Regions from separate parts of the Oncorhynchus mykiss genome. Here region 1 is linked to region 2. A link is a contact called in public Hi-C data. All regions are on one chromosome and are shown on one strand. The core of a region is the stretch at or near the end of the contact, and the rest is flanking DNA. Distances in the headings are between cores, read along the strand shown.

Region 1 (3,522 bases), core at 335-2,834, 36 kb before region 2:
CTTTTTGAAACACTAATTCTCTGTTTAGTTCCTCAAAGTGACTTTCTCTCTGATGCGACTTGGCCTATGGAATTCCCTGGAGCACGATGACTCTTGGGAGATGTGAAAGTTGGTTTGTCACTGATAGGCCACCACACACACACAAACACACAGTCTTGTACAACTAACCTTGTGGGGACACACAATTCAGTCCCATTCAAAATCCTATTTTCCCTAACCCATACCTTAACCCTAAAACCAACCCTAGCTCCTAACCCTTAACTTAATTCTAATCCTAACACTAATTCTAACCTTAATTGTGGTGTGGTGTGTAGGGACAAATGCTCGCTGCCTGCTAGACCTTTTTTTTTGCTCTCTCATGCTCTGTTTCACTTTTGATTGAGCTTTTGTTGTGGTTTTGTATAGGCTATTCTAATGTGGTCTCCAAACAGAATGTTGTAGAAAACAGAGACTGGTCTTATCAGGTAGCTCACTAGTCAGTGTCGTTTTCCAAGCTGTAGTACACCCATAATGTGTGCTCTGTGGATATTCATACTTGTCTTTGTCCACGCTTCAGTACACAAAGAAGAGTGGTGATTCTGAGAGCATTGGAACTTTGGATTGATCCTTTGTTCTTTTGTCCTCTACTCTTTCTCTCCCTCGTTCCAGTGGGATGCGTAGGGGCAGGTATCATGTTGCTCTGTACGTCTGAGGAAACATTGATAGTCCTCCACTGCGTTCAGAAGTCCCACACCGAGACCATGGCTAGATATGAGGGGAAACATGAGCCTGTGTGTGTGGACACAAACACCACCAGCAGGGAGAGACCGGGGTCTTCTTTTGGGAAACTGGGTAACCCAAGGATGTCGGTCAGTTTCATCAATACTGGGACAACGGCTTGCTAAAGAGCTGTGTGTGTGTGTGTGTGTGTGTGTTAGCGAGCTTCCAAATAAAAATACTTTATCATTAACATTCACATGCCTTTGATACAGCATCCTATCTTTCAAGTATTCAGTGTGGTTTCTTTTGTTAGAAGTTCTTTGAAGAAAAATAATGATTGAATGAAAAGAGAGGAAAAAAACACCTGTTGTGGAGGAGAACTAGACTGTTCTTTTGTGTGGGATGTTAAGGTGAACACGCAAATCAGTGGATGGTGGATCAGGTTAAATGTTTCAATAAATGCGTGTCGGGAAGCAGTTGTAAATGGTTAAATATAATGCAAAGGTGAGAGGATGACTATTGCCAAACATGACTAATGACATGGTCTGTTCTCTTCCCACCTGGTCTCCAAGGAGACCAACCACAGGTCTTTACAATAAGGGGTAGAACTGCATTTTCTGTTGCATGTTTGGTGAGAGAACAGATACTGGTGAGGTAGGCTTTGTGTTCTCTAGTCTAGGTGTCACGTGAAGGTTGATCTTGTGGGTTCTAGCATACGGTGTAAATGTACAACTTTCTATCTCCTTCATAACGACCTGCAATGATCTTACACACTCAATCACAAACACGTCTTACACTTTGTCTGTGTTTGGCTTACCACACATAAGTGCCATTATTTACTGACAACGCTGGCAAGGATGTAGTTGGCAGCAGCTGGCACAACCAGCATGCCCTCTGCCCTGCCCCTAATCCACAGCCTGCCCACAGCAGGGCACAGAGAGCCAGACAAGGGGGGGAGGGAACTGTATACAAAATGTATGTGTGTGTGTACTGAATGGCTAGTATCACCCTCATGTCAGTCCATGCCTCATTTAGTTCCACTACCTCTAGTGAGCGTGCTAAAATTCACACTAGGCAGCTTGACTGTGAATATTGCTGTCCCAAGAGTTGTATATCTTACTGTATTGACTTGGAAGTAGAATGCTGTCCCATGTGTTGTAGATCTTACTGTTTTGACTTAGAAGCAGGTTAGAGTGAATTCTACTCTTTGGTAGGTTGTCCAGGTTTTGGTTTTGCCACACACTGCCACACTCACAGTTGCTCTTCCCCTGTCAAACAGCCCAAAGGCATGTGTGTGTGTGTGTGTGTGTGTGTGTGTCAGCCATCCATGTCCCCAATCCCTGACTTGTATGCAGACTGTGGTAACCTTGACAATAACTCTCGCCTTGCGGGGGTGGGTGGCCCTATATACACACACACACACACACACACACACACACACACACACACACACACACACACACACACACAGAGAGAGTCTGACGCTGGGGGCCGTTGTCATGAGGCTAGCCATAAAAGCATGCCCTATGAGTGGGTTTAAACTACACGCAGTGCAGAGTAAGAGGGGGGGAACCAAGTAAGAGGAAATGGTTTATGTTTTGTCTGAGTATTTATCTGAAGATTACATCTACTGAGCATTTCCTTTGTGCATTAATTGTATCTATGTTTACTTTGTGTATAAGACTAAACTGTCTTATTTCCGGCCATGCATCAAGGGGAGATTTCCGACCAGGGTAAATGGAAAGTACAGTGCCTTTAGAAAGTATTCATGTCCATTAACGTATTCCACGTTTTTTTGTTAAGTCTAAATAAAACATTTATTAAATCATGTATTTTTTCTCTCCCTTCTACACACAATACCCCATAATGACAAAGTGAAAACGTGTTTAGAAATGTTTGCTAATTTATTGAAAATAAAATATTAATTTACATACAGTACTAGTCAAAAGTTTGGACACACCTACTCATTCAAATTAAATTAAATCAAATGTTATTTGTCACATGCGCCAAGTACAACCGGTGAATGTGAACAGTGAATGCTTACTTACAAGCCCTTAACCAACAATGCAGTTTTAAGAAAAATAAGTGTTAAGTAAAAAAATAAAAATAGGTTAAAAATAACATAGTTGGAGAGCAGCAGTAAAATAACAGTAGCGAGGCTATATACAGGGGGTACTGGTACAGAGTCAATGTGCAGGGGCACAGGTTAGTTGAAGTAATCTGTACATGTAGGTAGAGTTACAGTGACTATGCATTGATGGTAACCAGAGAGTAGCAGCATCGTAAAAGAGGGGGTGGGCGGTCTTATGGCTTGGGGGTAGAAGGTGTTAAGAAGCTTTTTTGACCTAGACTTGGCACTCCTGTACTGCTTGCTGTGCAGTAGCAGAGACAACAGTCTATGACTATGGTGGCAGGAGTCTTTGACAATTTTTAGGGCCTTCCTCTGACACTGCCTGGTATAGAGGTCCTGTATGGCAGGAAGCTTGGCCCCAGTGATGTACTGGGCCGTACGCACTACCCTCTGTAATGCCTTGCGGTCAGAGGCCGATCTATTTGCATAACAGGCAACCATTCAGGGATTTTCACGGATTTTTCTTTGTTTTTACTATTTTCTACATTGTAGAATAATAGTGAAGACATCAAAACTATGAAATAACACACATGGAATAATGTAGTAACCAAAAAAGTGTTAAACAAATCAATATATTTTTGATTCTTCAAAGTAGCCACTCTTTGCCTTGATGACAGCTTTACACACTCTTGGCATTTTCTCAATCAGCTTCACCTGGAATGCTTTTTCAACAGTCTTGAAGGAGTTCCCAC
Region 2 (3,449 bases), core at 710-3,209:
CACACACATCTATTACGACACACCACACACATCTATTACAACACACCACACACATCTATTAAAAAAACACCACACACAGAGACTTCATCACAGCAGAATAACATGGACAATATAACAGTCCCTCACCATTGACTTACTGCTATCGTTCCCCTATAGTTTGGCCTGTAAATGACCTCAACTGTAATGACTGGAATATATTGACCAATGTGAATGCCCTCTAGAGTGGGCCCTCAGTAAACATGTCTGGTGGTTGCTGGGAGTCACAGTCCGTATCTGTACCGGGAAGGGTGTGACCCAGACTGGGTGGACTGCTTATCTCAGTTGATTGTGGTTCCCCATACCAAACATACAGACATACAGTAGCTTATTGAGATACACAACAGTTCTGAGTTATTGGATCACAATCCATATGGGTTCTGAGCAGCGAGATGTCCAAATAGTTTGATTTATGTTTTTATATCTTAACTACGACACAGTTGTTTTCTTGTATGGAATCCATATTAGGAAGTCATCAGTTAGGGGTGCCTGATGTGGGTCAAAGGTCTTGTGGCTCAATGGCCCAGTTTCTATGACGTACTGACCATTAGAGGTCTGGGGATTGATGTACTTATGCTACTGGTATTGGCCCAGTTGTTTATCCCATCATGTTTTTGCCACTTTGTTATGAGCCCTTTCCCCTGCTGAGTTTGTGTGTGTGTAAGTCCATACTAATAGCCCGTAAATCTTTTCCTGCCCAATGTTGACCTTCTTTTTTCTCTCTCTCACAACCAGCACTGTGCTCTTAATCGGCGGGTTACAGACACATCTGTTGCCAGAGTGGTCCGAAAGCGGCAGGAACAGGGAGCAAATGACTCGCTAGCTTTTCCAATACGAGGGATGAGAGGGGGACAAAGGGGGGGCCAAAGGGGAGGACAAAGGGATTTTCCTGGAGAAGAGTGGCTAATGGGCTCTCTCTCTCTGCCCCTCTCTCTCTCTCTCTCTCTCTCTCTGCCCATCTCTCTTTCTCTCTCTCTCTCTGCCCACCTCTCTCTCTCTCTCTCTGTCTCTCTCTCTCTCTCTGTCTGTCTCTCTCTCACTCTCTCTGGTGCTCTCTCTCTCTCTCTCTCTCTCTCTCTCTCTCTCTCTCTCTCTCTCTCTCTCTGCCCATCTCTCTGTCAGTATCTGTGGTTCCAACCATAGATAAAGAGATTATGGGCCATAAACAGGGCTTAAGAGACGGTTGGGATCGACCTATAATGTTGTTGCCCTGGTTAATGGTTGGTCCTTTGGTCTGCAGAGCAGTAGGAGGTATTACACCATCCAGTCACACAGAGAATACGGCTTGGGACTGTGCTTGACTGCCCCCCTGGTGTTGACTGACTGAATACTCAATGCAAAACAAGTTTTTTGTTGTTGTGTGTGTTTTTTACATATATTGTTAAACCTTTGTTTGGCGGAGAGAAAGAATCTGAATGTTCATTATTCTGGCGCAACAATGATGATATCCCCGGAATGTGGTTCCAGAGTTTGATTGAATATCAACCTTATAATGAATGGGGGATGCTGGCTGCTACTACGGCAGTGTTGGCTGTGCTCCTAATTGTGCTTATCTGTGTGTCCACACACCCTCTTGACACTATGTTTAAGTGGAGAGGGAGAGAGAGGGAGAGAGCTCACGTCATCAATTCAAGAAACAATCATCACACTATAGAGAATACGGATTTCTTGCATCAACATCAATTCCCAGCCTCCCTGTCTGATCCCTCTGTCTGTCAAGGTTGTATAAATAAAACTTCGGCCTCACACACACACACACACAGACACACACACACACACACACACACACACACACACAGTCACAGTCGTTTGTGTGAAGCTGTATGGTCCTTCACGCATGGTCAGCCCACAGCCTTGCACGCTCTAGCTGGTGAAAACGGGTGCTGTCTGTCTGTCAGTCAGTCCCTGCAGTGAGAGCTTATGACAATGGCATCCCGTCAAAAGGGAAGTGTAGTTTCCTTCTCTGTGTCACAGCAGCCCAACTAAATGTACTGTCCCAGGGTATGCCCAACAAACTCTCTGACCTCCGGAAGTGAAAAAGAACAGAACAAACTGCCTTGTCAGGCCTTTTCAAGCTCCATTTAACATAATGGGTCAGAAAGGAAAACACACATTAGTCGTAATTAAGACATCAACAAACCCCTTTGATACAAAACAACACAGCGATGGATTTCTTCAAAGACAACACACTGCCCGAAACAAGCAGATCTAGCTTACTCACCTTTTTGAAAATAAAAACTATTTTCCTTTTTAGCGTTTGTCTGAGCATGCATTCGTCTTACACTATATTCACACTGCTTGGTTTGTTTATTCTGTCTCTGAGGAGAGTACAAACAACAAACAGTAAACAGAAAGTAGACCTATAAGCCCAGGCCCAATCATCTGCCCCTGTGGCTCCCTGTGGGAATTCTGGGAAATTGAGTTTGACATCCTCCCTAATGTATTTTCCTCCATCTCTCTCGTCCTCTTTGGTCGATTAGCACCACTTATAGACTGTGTATGTTTACGTTACCGCTCCCTGTAGATTAAATTCAAAATGGTGGACTAATTATGGAATGGGAAAGGTGTAATGAGCAAGTCTTTACTGCTTAGGGAAAAGCAATGGAAAGAGTTTATTAATCACAAACGAGAGGGGTCAAAAGTAAGCTAATGAATGGGATGTACACGTAAACACCCATTTTTCAAAAGGGCAAATGATACACTTAAGCTGTCATGGGAGTATTTTGGTTAATGGAATGGGTAGAGGAAGCTAAATGCAAAGACCTTTAGAGTCGGTAACTTCAAGAATTTGTACAGTAAGGTAAGATCAGGTAAGGTACAGTTGTGGAATGTGTACAGTAAGGTAAGATCAGGTAAGGTACAGTTGTTGAATGTGTACAGTAAGGTAAGATCAGGTAAGGTACAGTTGTTGAATGTGTACAGTAAGGTAAGATCAGGTAAGGTACAGTTGTGGAATGTGTACAGTAAGGTAAGATCAGGTAAGGTACAGTTGTTGAATGTGTACAGTAAGGTAAGATCAGGTAAGGTACAGTTGTTGAATGTGTACAGTAAGGTAAGATCAGGTAAGGTACAGTTGTTGAATGTGTACAGTAAGGTAAGATCAGGTAAGGTACAGTTGTTGAATGTGTACAGTAAGGTAAGATCAGGTAAGGTACAGTTGTTGAATGTGTACAGTAAGGTAAGATCAGGTAAGGTACAGTTGTTGAATGTGTACAGTAAGGTAAGATCAGGTAAGGTACAGTTGTTGAATGTGTACAGTAAGGTAAGATCAGGTAAGGTACAGTTGTTGAATGTGTACAGTGAGGTAAGATCAGGTAAGGTACAGTTGTTGAATGTGTACAGTGAGGTAAGATCAGGTAAGGTACAGTTGTTGAATTTGGGAAAATAGCTTTTCTTTATGTTCAGTTGTATAT

What was found. Hi-C and Micro-C count contacts between places; a contact is called where the count stands out from the background.
Region 1: a contact with region 2 is called in a Hi-C map of liver, with 5 times the contacts expected there. The contact joins two enhancer-like sites. A contact is called at or near these places in 3 of 3 Hi-C or Micro-C datasets (blood and liver).

Annotation. Positions count from the first base shown.
Region 1 is chr14:16,042,728-16,046,249 of USDA_OmykA_1.1, reverse strand. All of the region lies in intron 1 of LOC110488910 (alpha-1,3-mannosyl-glycoprotein 4-beta-N-acetylglucosaminyltransferase B), which reads left to right. Among protein-coding and RNA genes, the nearest start is that of LOC110488911, 9.4 kb to the left of the region's middle. Within about 2 kb of position 1,584, at least 1 of the 11 cell types and tissues checked has an H3K27ac peak or open chromatin away from gene starts, as enhancers often do. A contact at or near this core is called in liver, where this site is marked.
Region 2 is chr14:16,007,556-16,011,004 of USDA_OmykA_1.1, reverse strand. The region is part of intron 1 of LOC110488910 (alpha-1,3-mannosyl-glycoprotein 4-beta-N-acetylglucosaminyltransferase B); the gene reads left to right. Among protein-coding and RNA genes, the nearest start is that of LOC110488911, 45 kb to the left of the region's middle. Within about 2 kb of position 1,959, at least 4 of the 11 cell types and tissues checked have an H3K27ac peak or open chromatin away from gene starts, as enhancers often do. A contact at or near this core is called in liver, where this site is marked.